2 separate regions of the Hordeum vulgare genome follow, and region 1 is linked to region 2. A link is a contact called in public Hi-C data. All regions are on one chromosome and are shown on one strand. The core of a region is the stretch at or near the end of the contact, and the rest is flanking DNA. Distances in the headings are between cores, read along the strand shown. Region 1 holds the start of LOC123398679 (disease resistance protein RGA5-like). Region 2 holds the start of LOC123398658 (heat stress transcription factor B-1-like).

Evidence for each region. A called contact is a pair of places that touch in the nucleus more often than the background predicts.
Region 1: a Hi-C map of seedling shows a contact between it and region 2, with 2.1 times the contacts expected there. The contact joins the promoter of LOC123398679 here to the promoter of LOC123398658 in region 2. A contact is called at or near these places in 2 of 6 Hi-C or Micro-C datasets (leaf and seedling).

What each region holds. Positions count from the first base shown.
Region 1 is chr5H:460,340,597-460,345,367 of MorexV3_pseudomolecules_assembly, reverse strand. It overlaps LOC123398679 (disease resistance protein RGA5-like), which reads left to right and starts at 1,318. Exons shown (of 4, transcript XM_045093127.1): 1 at 1,318-1,561; 2 at 1,652-2,576; 3 at 3,427-4,771. The coding sequence starts at 1,744.
Region 2 is chr5H:459,849,353-459,854,517 of MorexV3_pseudomolecules_assembly, reverse strand. It overlaps LOC123398658 (heat stress transcription factor B-1-like), which reads right to left and starts at 3,039. Exons shown (of 2, transcript XM_045093110.1): 1 at 2,290-3,039. The coding sequence starts at 2,553.

The sequences.
Region 1 (4,771 bases), core at 69-2,568, 490 kb before region 2:
CCTAATCCTCATTGGAGATGCCCGCTATCTTCGTGCCCGGCTCCGGGTACATGGATGGCAGCTGCAGCTCAGGCTACCCCGCCTCCGCTTTCTCTACATCTTCCTCTGCCTCCGAGTCGAGTTCGACACAAAGAGCATCGTTCGCCGCCCGCTCCTGCAGGATGAAGTGCCGGTTTGCCTCCACATAGGCCTCATCCTAGATGGACTATAGCATGGCATGCTACTCCATCATCTCGTCCGCTTGGGCGACCGCGAACTCCACCTCCGCGTCTTCCATGTTGAAGCCCGTAGCCGGAGCCAGGTCCCTCCTCGTATTCATGTCCTTCATTGGAACTGGATATTGCTGCTGCTCCTCCTTCTTTTACTCCGGATCTGACGAGTCCGTAGGCAGGCCGACAGTGATGAGGGCGGAACGCCTCGTCCGGTTTTGCTCCTCGATCTGGAAGCGGCGTTCCGACTTGAGCATTTCTTGTGTAGTCTTCTTCTGTCGGGCGATTGCGAAGCCGGGCAACGTGGGATGAACAGCGGAGTGGAAGATAGGATGTGGATGGGCTCGAGCTGGCGGTACGGAGAGGGAGGTGGATTTGGCTAGGGTTAGGGGACGCCAACCGGTTAAATAGCTGGATTTGGCCTCGGACGGCGAGCCGACGTGGTGTCACATGGCGTTCACACCCACATCGAAGGTGTTGTACGTCGGACCGTCCGGTTTTCGGCCGACTTCGCGTAGGACCCCTTCGTTAGTCCGGCATGACGGACACGTCCAAACGTGCTTGGGCGCCCCATATCCTCGCCTTGGGATGGATATATCGAATTTCGGTAAGGCCAGATGCTTGAGGTCCATTTGAAGAGCGTGTCTGGATTGCTTTTTTGTGATCGAATATGATTAGGTCATCTGTTTGGACGTTTAAGACGGGTTTGAGACCTTCGACTATAGATACTCTTAGACATATTCAACTATGACCCTGAAAATTTCTCTCGCACCCGATGTTACAACCACATGAGGAAGATATGCAACCGGCAGAGGCGCCGTGTCAGCCATGGCCGTGCTTGGCGGGGATCCGACGATGACGACGCAACGACGAGGAAAATGGTTGAGACGGGCAGCAAGCCAGCAACGCGCGGGGATCCGGTGCTCGTCGGGAAAGAAAGGGCGAAGAGATCAGACGGTTCAGCAGCGCTCGATCTGGGGGCTTTCTCCGTCACGACTATTTTCTCGTGTTTCCACCTAGCGAAGAAAGAAAAAACTTGACTATTTGTCCGACTTTGGGACATGGTTCACTGGGTGGGCCCCAGGACTGGACCCCGCGCCGGTGGCGTGGGCTGGCAGATCGCACCATGCGGTCGCCGTCGGCCGGCACTGCTCGCGCGCGCGTCTCCACTGCGGCCTGCGGGTCGACTTCCTCCGGTGATGTGGCGCCATTTATTGCCATTCCCCGCATCCTCCCACCCATCCATCCATCCATCCATCCTGGTGCTGCAGTGTGTGGCTTCGTCGCCGATAGCTTCGCCAGCAGGCCGGTGAGCTTCCCAGGAGTCGCCGCCTCCGCTTGACTTGCCACAGGTCCGGTGGTTTCGATCTCCGTGTTGCCCGTTGCGCCTATACTCCTATCCCCATGGTTTGATTTCGGGTTTTCGTCCTCGGATTTTGCAGCTTCCCCTCCGAACTCTGAGCTCTGAAGCCGAGCAGGGAGGTGCTCCCGGAGAGCCGCCGGCGCACAGCCCAGCGCGAGCTAGCAATCGAGGATGGAGATCGTGACGGGGGCCATGAGCACCCTCCTGCCCAAGCTGGGCAGCATGCTCAAGGAGGAGTACAACCTGCACAGGAAGGTGAGGGGCGAGATCCTGTTCCTCACTGCCGAGCTGGAGAGGATGGAGGCCGCTCTCGTCGAGGTTTCAGAGGCCCCGGTTGACCACCCCCCTAGTAAACTCGTCAGGCTTTGGGCCAGGGACGTCAAGGACCTGTCGTACGAAATCGAGGACAGCGTCGACAGATTCATGGTGCATCTCGACGGCCGTGCGGAGGAGAAGGCGCAGAGCTTCATGGGTTTCATCCACAGGGGCATCGACCTGTTGACGAGGGCCAAGACGCGCCACAAGATCGGCACCGAGGTCAGGCACATCAAGAGCCGCATCACGGAGGTCAGCGCACGGCGCGATAGGTATAAGGTTGACAAGGCTGTTGAACAGCCTGTCGTCACAAGCGTTGATAGCCTTCGCCTGTCGGCTCTCTACAAAACGGAGACGGAGCTCGTCGGCACCGAAGAGAAGATCCGAGAGCTAGTCGAGACGATGACCGAGGAGGTGGACGAGGCGTCGAAGCAGCAGCTCAAGATTGTCTCCATTGTTGGTTTCGGGGGGTTAGGCAAGACAACTCTTGCTAATGCGGTGTATCAGAAGCTTAAATCACAATTCGATTGCGGGGCTTTTGTTTCCGTGTCTCTTAATCCGAACATGGAGAAGATTTTCAAAAACATTCTTCATCAACTTGACAAGCACAGGTATAGTAGCATCAATGAAGCGATGTGGGGTGAAGCACAACTCATCGGCGAGCTAAGGGATTTTCTTCTAAACAAGAGGTACGAATCTAAGCATCAACTTTACCATTTAACTTGTTAAACTTTATGAGTTTAGCATGTCATCGATGCTTGCTCAACTGATATCCAGTTTTGGGTGCGGTCCATGTTCCTAGCAGTGGAACAACTTCAGGAGGTCTTTGGTTCAAGTTCCTGTAGAAATAAAGATATAAGAAATTAAAATTCTACTTTGTATGTTAAAACTTTCATATCTGAACTTCAATTTTAAACTTCAGTGCAGTTTTTAATGGTTTGAATAACAGGAGTTGAACTAGGCTTAAAAGGTTTTACAGAGCTAGTCCATGTTACATAAGTTGTTACTCCCTCCGTCCTATAATATAAGATGTTATTACAACCAATGTTCTCATAGATTGGTTGTAATAACATCTTATATTATGGGGAGGGAGTAGTAGATATTTCTATTATTTGCTTGACTTCTTTTCTCATCAAAGATATTCAGTCAATAAGTATATCACCCAAATAAGCATGTCACAGGTTTTAGTGTTCTTAGCATTCTTAAATTATGATCCTTTACTAATATTCTTTTCTAAATAATTATATCCCCTTGAGTACTAATGAGGTTTAGTTTAACCGTAAACAATTGGATCCAATTCAAGGCAGCCCATATGCTGTCTGTCCTCAGTTTCTATCTTCATTATTTCCGATATTCGTAATTTCTTTTGTTCTAACTCGGTTCTCATATGTGAGCAATTAGATGTTGACTATATACCGACATTACATCAGAACTAAGTTATTTCCTTTCCTGTTGATACGCTTTCACTTGTGTGCGCTTGTCAAAAGAGAAGTTCATATATGGATTGCTAATGTATGGTCCTTTGGTATCCTTTTGTAGGTATTTCATTGTGATTGATGACATATGGAACATTTCTGTATGGAAGACAACCAGACATGCTTTCATTGAGAACAGATGTGGAAGTAGAATAATCACAACAACTCGTATTTTTGATGTTGCCAAACAAGTTGGTAGTGTTTATGACCTAAAGCCTCTTTCTCCTATCGACTCAAGAAAGTTATTCCACCAAAGGATATTTGGTGTTGAAAATCCTCCGATTCAATTAGCTGAAGTATCTGAGAACATTCTAAAGAGATGTGGTGGAGTACCATTAGCTATCATGACAACAGCTAGTATGTTAGCTACTAAAAGAGGAAATGATTGGTCCAAGGTGTACCAATCTATGGGTTCCGGGCCACAAGATAGTTCTGATATGCAGGACATGAGAAGGATATTGTCAGTCAGTTACTATGACCTACCTGCACATCTAAAGACATGTTTATTGTTTATCAGTGTGTATCCAGAGGGTTATACCGTTGTAGCTGAAGATTTAATATGGCAATGGATTGGTGAAGGTTTTGTTCAGGAAGAACATGGGAAGAACTTGTATGAAGTAGGAGAGGAATACCTTGCTCAGCTTATTAACAAAAGCTTGATTCAACCTGTAGATATTGGGTCTGATAATAAAGTGAGTTCTTGTCGTGTGCATGATATGGTGCTTGACCTCATCACTTCCCTTTCAAGCGAAGAGAACTTCCTAACAACAGTAGGTGGTCTGCAGCCTGTGTCTACATCAAGTAAGATACATCGACTGTCTGTACAAACCAGGAATGAAGATGATTTAAAAAGGCTGGCAACCATGGGCTTGTCTCATGTAAGATCACTTTCTGTATTTGGGCAAGATATCAATTTACTTCCAGCCCTCTCAAGCTTTCCAGTCATACGTGCATTGGATTTAAGTTACTGTCTGGATGTGGATAACCATCATGTCAAGATTATATGCAATCTGCTTCACTTGAGGTATTTACGGTTGTGCAATACATCCATAACTGAGATCCCAGAAGAGATTGGGAATCTGCAGTTCTTGCAGGTACTGGACATAAGTCAGACTGGAATAGAAGCGTTGCCGCCAGAATTTGTTCGGCTAACGCAACTAGTGTACCTGCATATTGACAGGTGGACCAAGCTGCCAGATCAGTTTGGGGGTCTAAAATCTCTGCAAGATTTTCCAGTTATCCCCACTATCACGTCTGCATCGATGCTCCATGATGTAGGGAAGCTGACGAAACTGAGAAACCTTCTTATCAGTTTTGATGAATGGAACGAGAGCTACGAGGGACCTTTCTGCCGGTGTCTCTCGAATCTGGTCAATCTTAAAACGATAAAGATAATCGGTGCCCATCTC
Region 2 (5,165 bases), core at 1,790-4,289:
CAACAGTTAGTGCAATAATTTATAGTTTATGTTGAACTAAATAGACATCATTAGTTTTGTAAAAAAGAATCTATGGTTTTGTAGCCATTGACCACATATTGTAGTAGTGATTTATGGCCAAAGCATGAATTAGACAGTCAAAGTGCAACACAAGGGCAAATTAGGAACGCAACATATTAAGTGAGAACAATAAGATCAGTTTAAATGATGTGATTCTTTCTGTTTACCTTGAGCTGGCTGATTTTTCTTGTCGTTGAAGCATGGTATTCTAAAAACTAAGAAAACCCACATAAACGAAATTATGGCTTACTGAATCCTACAACAAACTATACAAGACGTTCTTTGTTGCGATCATAATAAGTGAAAAATAAGTTTTTAAATATATTTGGGTTGCAATCAATTGTTGCTTTTCTCTCTCTATCGTAAAAGGTCTTTATTCCGCATAATCTCTCGTTGCAACTTTGACTAAGTTTTGGGGATTTTTCTTTTGCTGTTTTCACCATAGTTTCCTGAATGCTAACATACTTTGACTATGTTTTATTTTTTGGAGGGGGGGGGGGGCGTATTTTTCTGGATGACAAATAAATTGACCGTGATTTCTGAAGCATCGCTCACTTTTGAAATAAAGCAATACTCTGCATAAATCTAACGCTAGCGACCTCCTTTCGTAGCATTTCCAATTCAATGTGGAGTAGTTGAAGGGCCTCTTTTGCTTGAAGATTTATTCCCCCAAGAATTCGTTCTGTAGAGAATTTCCTCGCGGAAACAATGTATTGAAGATTTTTTTCCTTTTTGACTACCGAGAGATGAACATATCTCGATGCGTATGTGATGAATGTGCACTGCGTAAGTATACACCATGAGCTTTAGTTATCCAATGTGTATGTGTATGTCTAAAGAACCTATAAATTTCTTTTTTGAACCTATAAATTTCTATAGATCAGAGTCCTTGTCGCAAAAAGAAGAAAAAAAACTACGGTAGTTTCGAGAAGAATGCACGAAAATATCCGGTCGAAAGTTCCACGAAGCTTCCAGCCCCCGTGGAATCACAAGTGAGGACGCACTAGCTCAGAACCCCAACCTTGTGCCTGCAAGGTGCCGGTCACATATGTAGGTCCTCCGGTGGGGTGTCAAACGATGATGGCCGAGCACTAATTTTGCTTTTAATGGAACCTGTTGGCTTCCATTTCTTGCGTGGTGCCGCGTCCGTCCTTTCGATCATTTGCACACTTATGGTATGGGTGACCGTCACGTCCAGATAACCGGCCACACATTTTGTCAAAAGGAAAAGGCGAAGGCGACATCACCACCCAGCACTGGCCGCGTTTTTTGCATCACCCTCGAAGCTGTACTGTCGTCTTTTCTCTCTGTTTTCCAAGCAGCTACGATCCAATTATATTATCAAAGCGTGGGAAACTGAAATGGTTTGTTGACTTGCAGACGGCACACGCACGGGTAGTTTTTTTTTCTTTTTCTTTTTTTTGAGTTGGCGCACACGTACGTAGCTAATTTTGTTGCTACCTACGACCCTGTCAACGGTCAGCATGCACGAAGAGGCTCCTCTATACATCGTTGGCATGGCAAACACGACAAGCAAAACGCTTTGCTCGTTTTCTACGTTTTAGGTCGACCAGAAGGGCCCTTTTGAGTGTCATCTTTCCTCCATATTGTTCCAACAAACGGCCTAGCTAGCATAGCCTCTTTTTTCAAGATGTCACCTTCTTCCGTGCGTCTGTTCTGCACAGAGGGTGTAGTTATAAGCTACTAGCTCGAGATGGTTCACCCGTTCGCTGTGTCCAAAGTCCAAACGCGCTTTTGAACGGAGACCCCACCGCACACAGTGCAACATGAGCGCTGGCTAGCCATATGTGGCGATCCTAGCAGCGGATCCATTCTAGGACGTGTACGGTTGCGAGTTGAGACAGCAAAATCACTGCTACGTAGCGTGAGTACGCACTATGTCGTGTGGAGAACAAAAGCTAGTACAAGGACCGGGAGCTTTCCGTGGACACGTCAGGGGCGTGTTGTCTGGGAGCTGCCGCGCGCATCTCATCTCATCTCATCTAATCTAATCTAATCTAATCTCTTCTGGTGCAACCCACTAGGATGGATATCGATCACTTCATCTCGAATCTCTAATCACTCACCAAAGAGAGAGAAAAAAATCACATAATAAAGAACAAGCAAGAAGTAGAGTGCAGATGGGAGTGATTAATTTAGTGAAGGCAGAGGTAGAGTAGAGTAGAGTATTGCAAGGCAGTGTTAGTTTGGAGGAGGGTGGTTACGTACGTAGGTGTTGAGCTGGCGGACGAAGGAGGAGAAGTTGCAGTGCTTGAAGTGGAGCGGGAGGAGGTCGCGGGCGAGCTCCACCGGCTTCCACACCACGAACGACCGCCCATGCTCCCCCCACGAGATCACCTCGTCCGTCCCGCGCTCCTCCACCATCTGGTGCGTCTTGGTCAGGAACGGCGCCGGCCCTCCGCCGCCTCCCTTCATCACAACGCCGCCGCCACCCTTCTGCTGCTGCTGCTGCGCCGCCGCCGCCCCGGCCATCCCCGCCCGCTTAATAATCACCTAACAGTAACAGATGCCTCTCTACCTAATACTAATAAGCTTGTTGTGTGTATGTATGTATGTATGTATGTACGTGATTGGAGTATAATCAAGGATGGATGGAGAAGCTAGCTAGCAGGAGACGGCGGCGGAGAAGAGGAGGAGCGCGGTGAGGAACTCCCAGCCCCAGACGTAGAACCCGGTGACGACACCGCGGCCTCCTCCCATGTAACCGGCACGGTGGTGCGTCCGCCTCCCTTCAGCCGGGTTTTGTCCGTGGTCACCACCACGACGCCTCGACTCTCCTCCCTTCTTCTACCTCCGCTAGCCCCGCCCGCCCCTGCAGCAGCGCAGAATATAAAGGTCGACGGAGAGGCGGCGAGGGGGGCTCGGCACCGCACGACGTCGGGAGCGCGGCGCGAGCGCGAGCGGAGGCTGCTTTCGGCCCGGGGCTCTGACTGGCTTTGAGTGCGTGCGTGCGTGCGTGCTCGCTCCCGGCCCGGCCGGTCCAAATAAGAAGCTTCCCCAAGAGTCGTGGCCGCTGCGCGCTCTGCCGTGCTCCGTGGACGGCGTCCACCGTGGACCAGACAAGACTAGCGGCCGCGTGGGTGTCGCGGGTTTGTCCATGGCGTATGGTGGGACGGGTGCATGGAGGCAGCGGGGGGCGGGCGAGGAGGAATCGGGTGTGCTTTCGTCAACGCACCTGGGCCGCTTCTAACGCTTCGAGAAATGTCGGGACCGGAATTTCTTCTCCGTTCCGTTCCCTTATCTTTCTTTTGGGTTTTTTTTTTTCCGGGGAGAAAGCGACGGCATCGAAAGCGGATTTTCTCGATTCGGTGGCGGCTTTGCCCGTTTGCATCCATCCATCGCCGATCCCGATCGGTTTGTCCTCTTCCTCCTCTCGGTCTCGTGCCACCTGTATCTGCATGTATCCTTCTAGTCTGACTCAACTTTATCAATCCCAACCCAACGCCACAGACGACGGAAAACGGTGCACAAAACACAACCGGCTGAGTGCACGCTTCTTTCTCTGGACGTTTCTCTCGCCTACAGCAGCTGTAGTTCCTGGAAGATTCAGGCCGCGTTCGGTGCACAGGAATTCTGTAGGTCCGATTTCCACCGGATTATTTCCCTGTAAGCAGGAATCAGCACTGTAAATTTCACAGGAAAGTATCCACGGCCTGTAATTTTCAAGGGAAATATAACATCTGCCCAGATCAAAGGAAACGACCTGTGGGAAACCTTTGGCTTGGGTTGACAAATAAAACATGTGATCAATTGTATAAAAGTGATGCCTTCGTAGGGGTAAAGATGTCTTCCCAATACACATTCTTTCATTTTGTATATAAGTAGGTCTTTCACATTGCAATAAAATTACTGCATCATTTAGATTCTTTATTTGTCCCTTTGCATTCTTTCTACAACACGTTATCAACGCATAGGCTCTACCAAGAGAGCAAATTGACGACAGAAAAAAAGATCTGTCGCGTGTATGCGCTAAGACGCTCGACCACTACGCCGCTCAATCCAGCGCGGCAGCACAACGCCACTCAATCGGCCGATCACAGTGGCAACAAAATCACGTGATGGCACGATTGCGCAGGGACATGCAGCAACAGCGCCTCGGAGCATGCATGAGATTAATCAATTTTGGTTGTCTTCTTGCGATTAAAAGATACTGAGTAAGAAGATCTGATCCATTGTGTTTTCTTACGAGAATTTCTTCATCTCTTCATCGATTCAATCACGAAGAGGCCGACTGCATGGAAACAGCAATGCCATTGGGGCCGATGGCTGCCGATGCCTGGACGAGGAGCCGGATCATCGAACTAGGGATGTGTTCCTTCAACAAAGGCGACGAATCAGTTCCTATTCGTCCACAACAAAAGGATCAGCATGCATGCATCCGCACGGGATCCGCATACATGCATCCGCACGGGAGAAAACAATCAGGAGAACACTTATTTGATTTCCTTTCTCTGGTCATACAAGGATTTATCCACTCACATGCATCCGTATAATAAATTGATTAGAAGAAAGTAGCCCATACAATTAAGATCTACTAATCACTATTGTGCAATTTCTATTCATCTGTGATGTATGTACTCATAGCTTGGATCGAGCGTGTGCTAGTTCAAGAAAAAAAAGGGGAAGATCTTCACCTAAGCGACCTGGTACGGAGCAGTCAAGAGCAGCGGACTACTTAATACTCGTACACGGCAACATAGATGGATTCGCATCCTCCGGTCATGAGCCTCGGTCCCGTCACAGTGCAATAGCGTCTGCATCCCGACACAACCGCGCCAAGACAAAAGACCATGTGTGAGGTTAGTTCTGCAAGGCAACGCGCTCCGACGCAAAAGTGGGCGCTCATAGCCGCGGCCTCTCGGCGGTGTGGAATGGCCGGTACCCCGTCGAGCGGTGCCCTTCAGCCAGATGGCCTCAATCTCTAGGCTACTCGCGGCGATTAAGAGGAAATTCCTCTCATGAATTTGTAACCGCACGGGGACGGATAAGTCTATCTCTTTGGCTATTTTTATATGAGCCATCGGATTAATCTATAATCCATTATAAGTTTTTGAAGTTTCTATTTCAGCCTTTAGGCTTATAAG